Linked DNA regions of Sus scrofa: regions 1 and 3 are each linked to region 2. A link is a contact called in public Hi-C data. All regions are on one chromosome and are shown on one strand. Each heading gives the region's core, a stretch centred on a gene start, on an enhancer-like site or on the middle of the called end of the contact. The rest is flanking DNA. Distances are from core to core; before and after follow the strand shown. Region 1 holds the start of RPL18 (60S ribosomal protein L18). Region 2 holds the start of KPTN (kaptin). Region 3 holds the start of GRWD1 (glutamate-rich WD repeat-containing protein 1).

The links. Hi-C and Micro-C count contacts between places; a contact is called where the count stands out from the background.
Region 1: a Hi-C map of liver shows a contact between it and region 2, with 2.0 times the contacts expected there. The contact joins the promoter of RPL18 here to the promoter of KPTN in region 2. A contact is called at or near these places in 1 of 5 promoter capture datasets (liver) and 1 of 47 Hi-C or Micro-C datasets (liver).
Region 3: a contact with region 2 is called in a Hi-C map of liver, with 8 times the contacts expected there. The contact joins the promoter of GRWD1 here to the promoter of KPTN in region 2. A contact is called at or near these places in 1 of 5 promoter capture datasets (liver) and 1 of 47 Hi-C or Micro-C datasets (liver).

What each region holds. Positions count from the first base shown.
Region 1 is chr6:53,977,368-53,980,389 of Sscrofa11.1, reverse strand. It overlaps RPL18 (60S ribosomal protein L18), which reads left to right and starts at 1,709. Exons shown (of 7, transcript XM_021094700.1): 1 at 1,709-1,861. The coding sequence starts at 1,859.
Region 2 is chr6:53,244,819-53,247,902 of Sscrofa11.1, reverse strand. It overlaps KPTN (kaptin), which reads left to right and starts at 1,445. Exons shown (of 12, transcript XM_003127264.5): 1 at 1,445-2,323; 2 at 2,710-2,792; 3 at 2,898-2,982; 4 at 3,069-3,084. The coding sequence starts at 2,101.
Region 3 is chr6:53,847,614-53,850,934 of Sscrofa11.1, reverse strand. It overlaps GRWD1 (glutamate-rich WD repeat-containing protein 1), which reads right to left and starts at 1,262. Exons shown (of 7, transcript XM_003127271.4): 1 at 889-1,262; 2 at 486-603; 3 at 140-299. The coding sequence starts at 1,075. GRIN2D (glutamate receptor ionotropic, NMDA 2D) reads right to left here. Exons shown (of 13, transcript XM_021094673.1): 13 at 1,400-3,321. The coding sequence ends at 3,147.

The sequences.
Region 1 (3,022 bases), core at 460-2,959, 730 kb before region 2:
GGAGACAATTGAAGGAAGAAAGACACAGGCTGAAGGAGACAGCGACTGAGCTTGCTAGAAAGAGATAAACAGAGGAAGAAGTTCATTTATTGCCAAACAATGTACCTAGTGTTCAATCCAGAGCAGCACCAGCACCAGACAATATGTACCAAAGAGTGACCCAGAGAGAGATGGGGAAGAGAAACCCAGTAAGATGGAGAGACAGGGAAACAGTGTGTGAGCTTAGGGCTCCAGGGGAAACAAAGACAGATGCATTGATCGAAGAGGCTGGGACTCAGAGACCAGGGAACAGGGACAAGGATGGGGAGAAGAAAACTGTCCCAAGGTATGGTTATCTTGACTTGCAGATAGACCCTTACCTGATCGTGCTCCTCTTCTGCTTTAAGGAATCCATTCGTCTGCAGGCCCCCTGCTGTGTTACAACATCAACGTGGCCCCGGCTGGGAGGCCATGGGAGGGTGGTATGGGCAAGGAGTCAGGCATCATGGTCCAGGCTTGGCCTGTGGCTCTGGGGAGGAGAGATGAATAAGTAGGAGTATTAAGGGCAGAGAAGAGGAGGCCAAGCCCCAAGTGCTGGGGGCCCAAGGGGCAGGGCTTCCCAGAAGAGGAAGACAAGAATGGACAAGTCAGCTTCCTCATTGCCCCAACCAGTCCATCTGGTCCTCTCCACCTCCCCAGTGAGAGCCAACAGGATTAGAGGCTAATTGTTAACTCAGCGCTTAGAAGTACAAAGCATTGTCCCAAGCATTTAAACTAACTTATATAATGCTAGAAAACACTCCATGTGCCAGGCCTATTATCATCCCCTTCTTGCAAATAAGGAAAGTAATACACAAAAAAAGGTTTTGCCCAAGGTCTTATGCTTAGTAAGGAACTGAATTTGTCTCTGCTTCTCCCTAGACCTCCATCTTCCCTCTCTTTCTAACATCCTCCCACCTCCCGTCATTATTTCCCCCACCCTCCGTCTCTGTCCACTCCCCTCTGGGTCTCCATTCCTTCCCTCCTCTGAATCTCGGTCTCCCTCTCTCTAATTCTCTCCACTTTTCTTTTTCAGGAATTTTTTTCTCTCCACCGCGTCGCCCCAGCCCGCAGCCTCAGCTTGCCTCCTCTGCGCTCCAGTACCGTGCACATCCCTCATACCGAACCCGCTGGGCCACTTGAAACTCTCTGGCTGGGAGAAGCAGCCTCCGGGTGGCAGAGGCTGAGGAGGGGTTAAGGAAGGGCCATCTGGGAGAAGAGGGTGAAGCTGAACCTAAAAGGTGGAAACACCGGATGCCACAGACAGGACTGCAGCAAGAAGATCTCGGGTTAGACCTCAAGCAAGACTTCTCAAGCTGCGGCCGCGCCTGGCAAGCGCGGCACGAGACAAGGCAGAGGTGAACCCGATAAGGAAACGCTCAAAGATTGGGGTCAGACGGTTCCCTACGTCCGGACTGGTCCCGCCAGCCCCGCCTCCTCACCTCCAAGACTCGGGCCGCTGGGTCCTCCGGGAGCCACCGAGAGGCCGTCGGCGTCGGGCCAGAGCGTCAACGCACGACGCGTCTTCCTACTTCTGCGCGACATCTCCCTCGTTCCCAGCGCCCTTTCTTCCGGAAGACTATCGAGAACAGAGACTGGATATGGCCAGAGAGGCCCCGACGTACAGACCCTTCCCTCCTAGGGACCAGGGAACCGACACCCAATTCCGGAGGCGTCTATCTAGCCGGTCCTCCGATCACCATAGAGAGGGCGGGCGTCGCGGTAGAGTGCCGCGTCGCGTCCATGTGACGTCACGTACGAGCCCTTCACTGACGGCTTTCCCCGCCCACCCTAGCTCCCTGTCTCTCTTTCCGGACCTGGCTAAGGAGGAGGCGCCATCATGGTGAGCGCGCTTTGCGGAGTTTGGGCATTGATCATCCGTTGCCATCCGCTGCGGTCTGGGACCGAGGATGTTCCAGAGGGAGGCAGGGGTCCCAGGGTGTCCAAAGGAAGCGACTCCCGGGCTGGGGAGCTATTTTGGGGGCTTGAAGAGCAGAAATGGGAGTCGTCAATTTCTCGTCCTCCCGTATTCTTTTATGGTTCCCATTGAGTACATGACCAACTTGAGGGGTAAGGGAGTTAAATATGACCGGTAACGTAATGACAATAAAGAGCGGAGTCAGAATTCGGACCCAGGCGCTGATCCCACAGCCACTCTTGCCTGTGCTGCCCTTGGACCTGTCACTCCCCGGCCTGGAAAGCTGGGTTCTGGGGGAGTTGCTGAGCGTCTGGTGCCTGGGTGTGGGGACCAGGCAGGCTTCGATTCGAATCTCAATTCACTGCCCAACGTATCATTTCTGTGCGGGGAAAGCATCTTGACTTTATCATTGGGGGCCCAGTAATTATGTCTCACAGATGTGAGTTTGGGAAGAAATAAGTCCCGGGAAGTGTGCTTGTTGTAGGCTTTTGCGTATATTAAGTGCTGGAGGTATCAGTGGTCAAATACCTCTTTCCAGTTAATAGCATAGTAAACAAAAAAAAACCTCTTTAGGCAAGTAGGCAGGGGCTGTAGTGGAAATCGTAGGCTGCTTTCAGTTTTTTTTTAGCGCTAAAGTGGGAAACTAACTTCATAAAAGATTGTTGGATTCAAGGAGATAGTATAAGAAAAGTCCTAGAAGTAGTTTTGTACGGATTACTGAAAAAAAAAGTTCATTGATACCGTAATACCTTTTTAAGTCTGCCTTTGGTTTAAGTGATTTTGGTTCTGCTTTTTCGGAGTGAGTTTGGGGTGCTTAAATAATACATCCCTGAAAACACAGTTTAGTTCTTTGGAACTAAAAATTTGAGTCAGTGTGGCTCCTTTGTTGAGGTCTTTCAGGGTGTGTGCTGTGTGTCATGTGCTGAAGGCTTATGTTGAATTAGTTTTTTTCTACAAAGGGGTCATTGGGTAGGGGGTTAAGTGGTTTTTCCCAGAGCTCTCCGAGTGTCAGATTGGAGTTCGTTGTCTCCAGAGACTGCATTAGCTCTTGCTCAGAGGTAAGGGCTCATTGAGAATGTTTGTGAG
Region 2 (3,084 bases), core at 196-2,695:
TTTGGTTTTAAAGAGGTTTTTAACCCCCCTAAACGTTCCATGGGTGATCCAGATGTACAGCTAGAGTTGGAAGCCCCCCGAACGGGGCAGTTCTTTCCTTTCCAACCCATAGCTTGATTTGTGTATTCACTCATTCAACAACGTTAAGGGAATGTGGTTTAGCAGTTACCCAGGGAGGTAGAAGCAGCCTGAAGAAAACATTCTTCAGAAGTGGCAGAACCAGACCCCACACCTATTTACCGAGCAAGTATTTACCAAGCACCTACTGTGTGCCGTGTCCTGGTCCAAACCCTGGGACCCCAGCGTTAAACAGCATAGCCAGGTCTGAAGTTGACACAAACTCCTTTATACCGCTCTCCAGATCCAGTCTGCCTCTGAGAACACGCATATCTCTAATGCAGCAATGTCCCTGTTGCTTGGCAAAGGGCCTGGTACATAGTTTTGGGTTCTTAAACGTATTTACTAAATGTTCCATGTCAGGCCTTGTGGTCCAGGTGCTGGGGGATCTGACCGTGACCAAGGGAGGTCTAGTCACCGTCTGTGAGGCTCTTGCAGTCTGTGTTCTCTTTCTGTGTGGAAGGGGGTGACAGATTACTCAAGGTGGCCGGCGACAGCTGGCCAGTTCGTCTTCTGGCAATAATATTAGAGAGTCCGCAAACTCCTGGTGCCCTTTTAGGGACAAAAAAGGCATATACAGGTATCCCAGAAGACTCAGAGTCAGAAAGACCTTGGTTTCCATCCTGTTTCCATCCACCACTTCCTATCATATCAGTCAAGGGACGTAATCTCCCCCAGCCTCTACTTCATTCTCTATAAGTTGGAATAGTCAACCTCTTTCCAGTGTTGTTGCAAGTTTATTGAGATGAATTTGCAAAGGATGTCTTGGTACAGAGTGACTGCTCAGTAAATGCTGAATAAATGTGGGGTAACAGATCAGGGTACTTGTGAGCATTCAATGAGATAATGAGGCAACGTGACTGCATAAAGTAGGCTTTCGGTGAAGAAGGTGGTGGTGATGTGCCAGGACAGCTAGATCTTTTTCCCTTGGGGTAAGAAGAATGCATTTCACCTTTTTAAAGGTGATGTGATTAAAATAAGCCATGGAGCTCTCTTGCTGTGTTCTAATACTGACAGCTTCATACTGACTGTGATCTTAAATGAATTACTTTACCTGTCTATGCCTCGATTTTTTTTTTTTTTTTTTGTCTTTCTGCCTTTTCCAGGGCTGCTCCCACAGCATATGGAGGTTCCCAGGCTAGGGGTCGAATCGGAGCTGTAGCCACCGGCCTACGCCAGAGCCACAGCAACGCGGAGTCCAAACCGCGTCTGCGACTTACACCGCAGCTCACGGCAGTGCCGGATCCTTAACCTGCTGAGCGAGGCCAGGGATCGAACCTGCAACCTCATGGTTCCTAGTCAGATTCGTTAACCACTGAGCCACGACGGGAACTCCTATGCCTCGATTTCTTTATCTATAAAACATGGAGTACCTACCTCAGCCTGCTTGTGAGTTTTAAGTAAACCCGTCGATGGAAAACGTGTAAAACTGCTAATGGCACCTAAGGGCTATATTGAGTTTTATGGTTCTTTTTAGGGCCGCACCTGCAGCATATGGATGTTTCCAGGCTAGGGGTCGAATAGAAGCTATGGCTGCTGGCCTACAGCCACCGCACCGTGGGATCCGAGCCGCGTCTGCTACACAGCTCACAGCAACGCTGGATCCTTAACCCACTGAGCAAGGCCAGGATCCTCATCCTCATGGCTCCTAGTCAGGTTCGTACCACTGAGACACCACTGGGAACTCCCAGTTCTTCTTATTCTGCCTTCCGCAAGACCACAGCAAGGGTCACCACCTCAGCCCGCATCTGCAGGCCATCATCAGTCGCCTGGCCCTGAAAAAGGCACAGGGAGGAGGGCGCAGGCACGTTGGCACAAAATCTGTTGGGAAGCCCAGGCGGCCCGGCTGGCGGCCATTTTGGCAAAGGGCAGAGACGACGGCTTCTCTACGTCATCAGTCTGCGCGACCGGCGGGCGCCTGGCGCTCCATGGGGTAGAGCGGACCGCAGCGAAGGGTACCGGAATGCGCGGCTGAGGGGCGTGATGGGGGAGGTGGCTGTGGCCGCGGGGCCTTGTCCGCTGCGCGAGGACAGCTTCACGCGCTTCTCGTCGCAGAGCAATGTATACGGGCTGGCGGGCGGCGCGGGCGGGCGCGGGGAGCTGCTGGCCGCCACCCTTAAAGGCAAGGTGCTGGGCTTCCGCTACCAAGACCTCCGACAGAAAATCCGGCCCGTGGCCAAGGAGCTGCAGTTCAATTACATTCCCGGTGCGTGGCGCCATGGGGCTGGGGGCCTGGAATGTTGTGTTGTGAAGGTTTCTGAGGCTCTGTCTGAGCTGGATCACCATGACGGGAAAATGAGATCAGGTTGATGTGACTGAAGGGGGTCAGGGCTGATAATCTGCAGGCATTGGGGTCAGAGGACAGGGATAATAGGGGCCTGAAGTGGTTTGGGTTGAGGATTCCCCAGACGCGGAAACCAGGATCCCTCCCTGCCATGGTGAGGATGATCAGGACTCACTGGGACCCAGAGGTCATGATAATTTGCGGTAGTGAGAAGATTACTGAGTCCTAGAGGTCAGAGGTCACCATCATTGAGAAGATTGGGGTTAGGAGTCTGACTGAAACACCAGCTTTGAACTGTCCTCTCTCAGTGGATGCAGAGATTGTCTCCATCGACACCTTCAACAAATCGCCCCCAAAGCGAGGCCTGGTTGTGGGGATCACGTTCATCAAGGTACCCAGAGCCCCCTCCCTCTCCCTGTTTTTTCCTCCTTACTGAGTCTGACCCAGATCCCTCTTGCTGCCCCTGCTCTCCCCTGAGGCCACTTTCCTCCCCCAGGATTCCGGGGACAAGGGCAGCCCTTTTCTGAACATTTACTGTGACTATGAGCCTGGCTCTGAGTACAACCTTGACTCCATTGCCCGTAAGTGGCCCCGGGGTGGAAGGAGGGATGAGGCAGTGGCGGCTCTCAGGTCTCCGTGTGCCCATCTGCCTGTGCTGCCCCTGCAGAGAGCTGCCTGAACCT
Region 3 (3,321 bases), core at 13-2,512, 600 kb before region 2:
CTACCATGACAGTTAAGATGTGATAAACTCATATACGAAATTGTGTCAAGTGTTTTCTAAAAGCTGAAGGGCGTGGATGGGGGGCGGGGACGCTCTGTGCTCCAGAGAATGGAGGGCAGGCTTCGGGGGCTGTATTTACCCGAACTCTGTTGATGCCACCATAGTGCGGCACCATAGCCAACTCTAGCTGAGGCTTTCGCTCTTCTTCATCCTCTTCATCCTCCTCCTCCTCTTCATCACTGCCCTCTGATGGCGGGGGCTTTGTCCCATGCAAATTGTGCATTCGAAGCATCATCAATCTGGCGGAAGTGTGGGATGAAATGAGGCCCTGGATACCAGGATCCTTGGGAAGAAGGGAGTGGGGAGGCTGGAAACCCCCCTATTTCTAGGTGCGGGGGCCGCGGGGGGGGCCGCGGGGGGGGGAGCCGCGGGGGCGGGGGGCTGAAGGCTCAGACTCCTGGTCGAAGTAAAGGCCCAGTTCTCACCTGTTGCTTTGGGCGCTCTCTGCCTGGGTTCCAGCACACAGGTAAAGTGTAAGAGGAAGCTCAGTCCGGTTGTCTCCCAGGTGATCCCGGACTATGTCGAAGCTGAGGCAGGGGGCGCCTGGGGATGGAAGGAGCGGTTGGAAAATTAGGATGGGACATAAGTATCTCAGGCCCTAATAGCCAGAGGTATCTCTTGAGTGTGGTGTCAATTCTCTTAGACCCCAGTTTCCTCTTTCAGAGCGCCTCTTAAGTTAAAGGCTCAGGACCGGCTCCCCTCGGGAACCCCAGTTTCCCCTTTCAGAGCGCCTCTTAAATTAAAGGCTCAGGACCAGCTCCCCTCAGGACCCAGATTTCCAGTCCCTCCTTGCTCTGGCCCCGGGAAGTCCGAATGCCCCAGCCCTACCAGTCTGTGCTCGGTGGTACAGCACGTAGGCCTCCTCGTCCATGACCAGCTCCTCTCCCTCACGCAGTGGCGGTCCCCGGCCCGGTAGGTAGACCTGGGGAGGGCCCTCGGACCCTGCATCGTGGGACTCAGCCTCCATGGGCTCCCCAGTTTCACACGTGCGCCGCCGCCCCTTGCGCGCTGCCATCTTCCAACCCGTTCGCAGCCGGCGCGAGGTAAGAGCGTCACTTCCGGGTTGCGTTGCCTTCTTATGAGATCCGCCCTGCTGCGTGGTTACCTTGGAAACCCCCGGGTTCGCTGATTAGAGAGGGCGATGGGACCGGGTGAAGGAGAACTGACATAATCGTGTCCTGGTCCAGCTAGCGAGGCCTGCGGATCTGGAGAATTACCCCCTCCCGGTGACTTTGCGGAGTTCCTCCGCAGAGCCGCGGCAAGGCCTCCTGGGAGTTGTAGTTCTACGGGAGGCCTGTTTTTTCCTCATCAGCTAGAGGAGGTCCAAGCCCAGACACCATCTTCCACTTTTGACTCCCAAGGCATTCTTTCCACTTAATTAATTATTCGTGTATGCAAATAATCCTAGCTAGGAGACTAGGTTTCTGCTCCCTTAGGACCAATAAAGCCGGTTTCTTCTCCCCTCCTTATTCTTCCCCCGCTTCTTGTTATGAAGGCTTTAATTCATTTCCAAATGCTTAAGTAGAGTGAGGATGAGTTGCCTCATCAGGCGTTCACGTTGCAGCTGTGGTCAGCAAGCACTTAATCAGAAAGCCCACCCTCTGGAGGCAGCTATTACAAGTGTTTCGGCTCTTTTTATTGCCCATTAGCACCAGAGGTTTGGCTAATTGGCATAATGAAATGTTAGAACTAGGTTCTCATTGGTGAGCTTCACAACATTGAAGATTTGTGGATTGGCTGGGATATAATAGGCACTCTCCTCACTTGCCTGAACAGGATATTAAGAACCTAGCAAACCTCATTGCCTGTTGCCATAGGAATGGTACCCTCTAGGATGTTTTGAATCCCAGATCTTTCTTGAGTTCTCTGTCCCCCTTCTCTTAACGCCTCCACCCCTTCTTAGCTCGTCTCTTCTCATGGCTTCTTTCTGGGTCTTCACCTCCCGCCTCCCTCTGGGGTCTCTGTTCTTGCTCAAATTCTCTTTCTGCACCCTCTTCCTCTGAGGGACTTTTCTCAGTTTCTGTTTCCTCCGGAGAAGTTTGAGGGGACTGAGACAGGCATGGATCTCACACTTGGCTTGAGGAGGCATAAAAACATGGTTTATTCCAAACACTGCAATGTGGGACAGGAGAGTGGCCAGGGAGGTTGGTAGTGAGTGTGAACTCCCAGATCCCTCCCTTCCACAACCCATTTCCAGACCCGGCTGGAGATCTGGGAAGAGGAGGCTTTTGGGGGGCTGCTGGGTGATTACTGAAGGGGCACAAATAAAGGTTGGACTTGGAGAGTATATGGTTGGTGGCACCTGGGCCTGGTAGTGAGGTGCGAAAGGGTGGGAGGTTTTGGCCTGATGGAGGTTGGGATCAACGCTGGGGCAGGGGAGGCGGGGCTTCCGTTGGGGGTGTGTCCTAGGGCAAAAGAGGGAAAAGCTACCGAGGTTGGTTGGAAAAGGGTGGGGTGGGGAGGGTGTCACGGTTAGACGTCGAGGGGCACAGTCTGGTCGGGGCACAGTCTGGGGGTGGAGTCACAGTTTGGGGTCAGGGGTCACAGTCTGGGGTCGGATGACCATTTTTAGGGGTCGGAAGTCACAGTCTGGGGTCAGGGGTTTCTGTGTGGCGGGGCCAAGGTCTGGGGTCACAGTTTGGCGAACGCGTCTCACAGTTTTGAGTCCCGATGGATGAAAGGTTAAAAACGGGCTTCCCCGGAGGCGTGGCTGGGGCCGGGGAGCTGCACAGTGATGTGAGGGCCACGGCCCCGGGCGCAGGGGTGAGGCGCGGACGTGGCGTGACCCCTGCCACCTCCTGCCCCATCTGGTGACGTTAAAAAGCCCTTGTCGGGTTTAAAAAAAAGTTCAGTGGCATCCGAGATCCCATCCCCTTGCTCCTAGGCTGGGTGAGCTTTGTGGGGCCAAATCCCCTCTGGCTCTCGGCGCCCCTGTAGCGAGGGGCTCAGGACGCTGCTCCAGGCGGGGTCCGGCCAGGTCCATTTGTTCTTTCCCAACCCACGCGGGTCCTGTCCACCCCGCATGCCCCCTCGGGCTGTGGCCTGCGCGGACCGAGGGGGCGGCGGCCCCCCCCTCCCGGGCCGCGTCATACCTCGGACTCGAGGCTGGAGAAGTGCGCCGAGCCCCGGCGGGTACCCAGGTCCCCGCCCCGGTGTCTCCGGTGGGGCGCAGCGGGCAGCGGCGGCCCCCAGTGCGCGGCATGCGGGCACCGGCGCGCGTGGCGGGAGGGCCCAGTGAGCCTGCGCGCAGGGGCAGCGCGG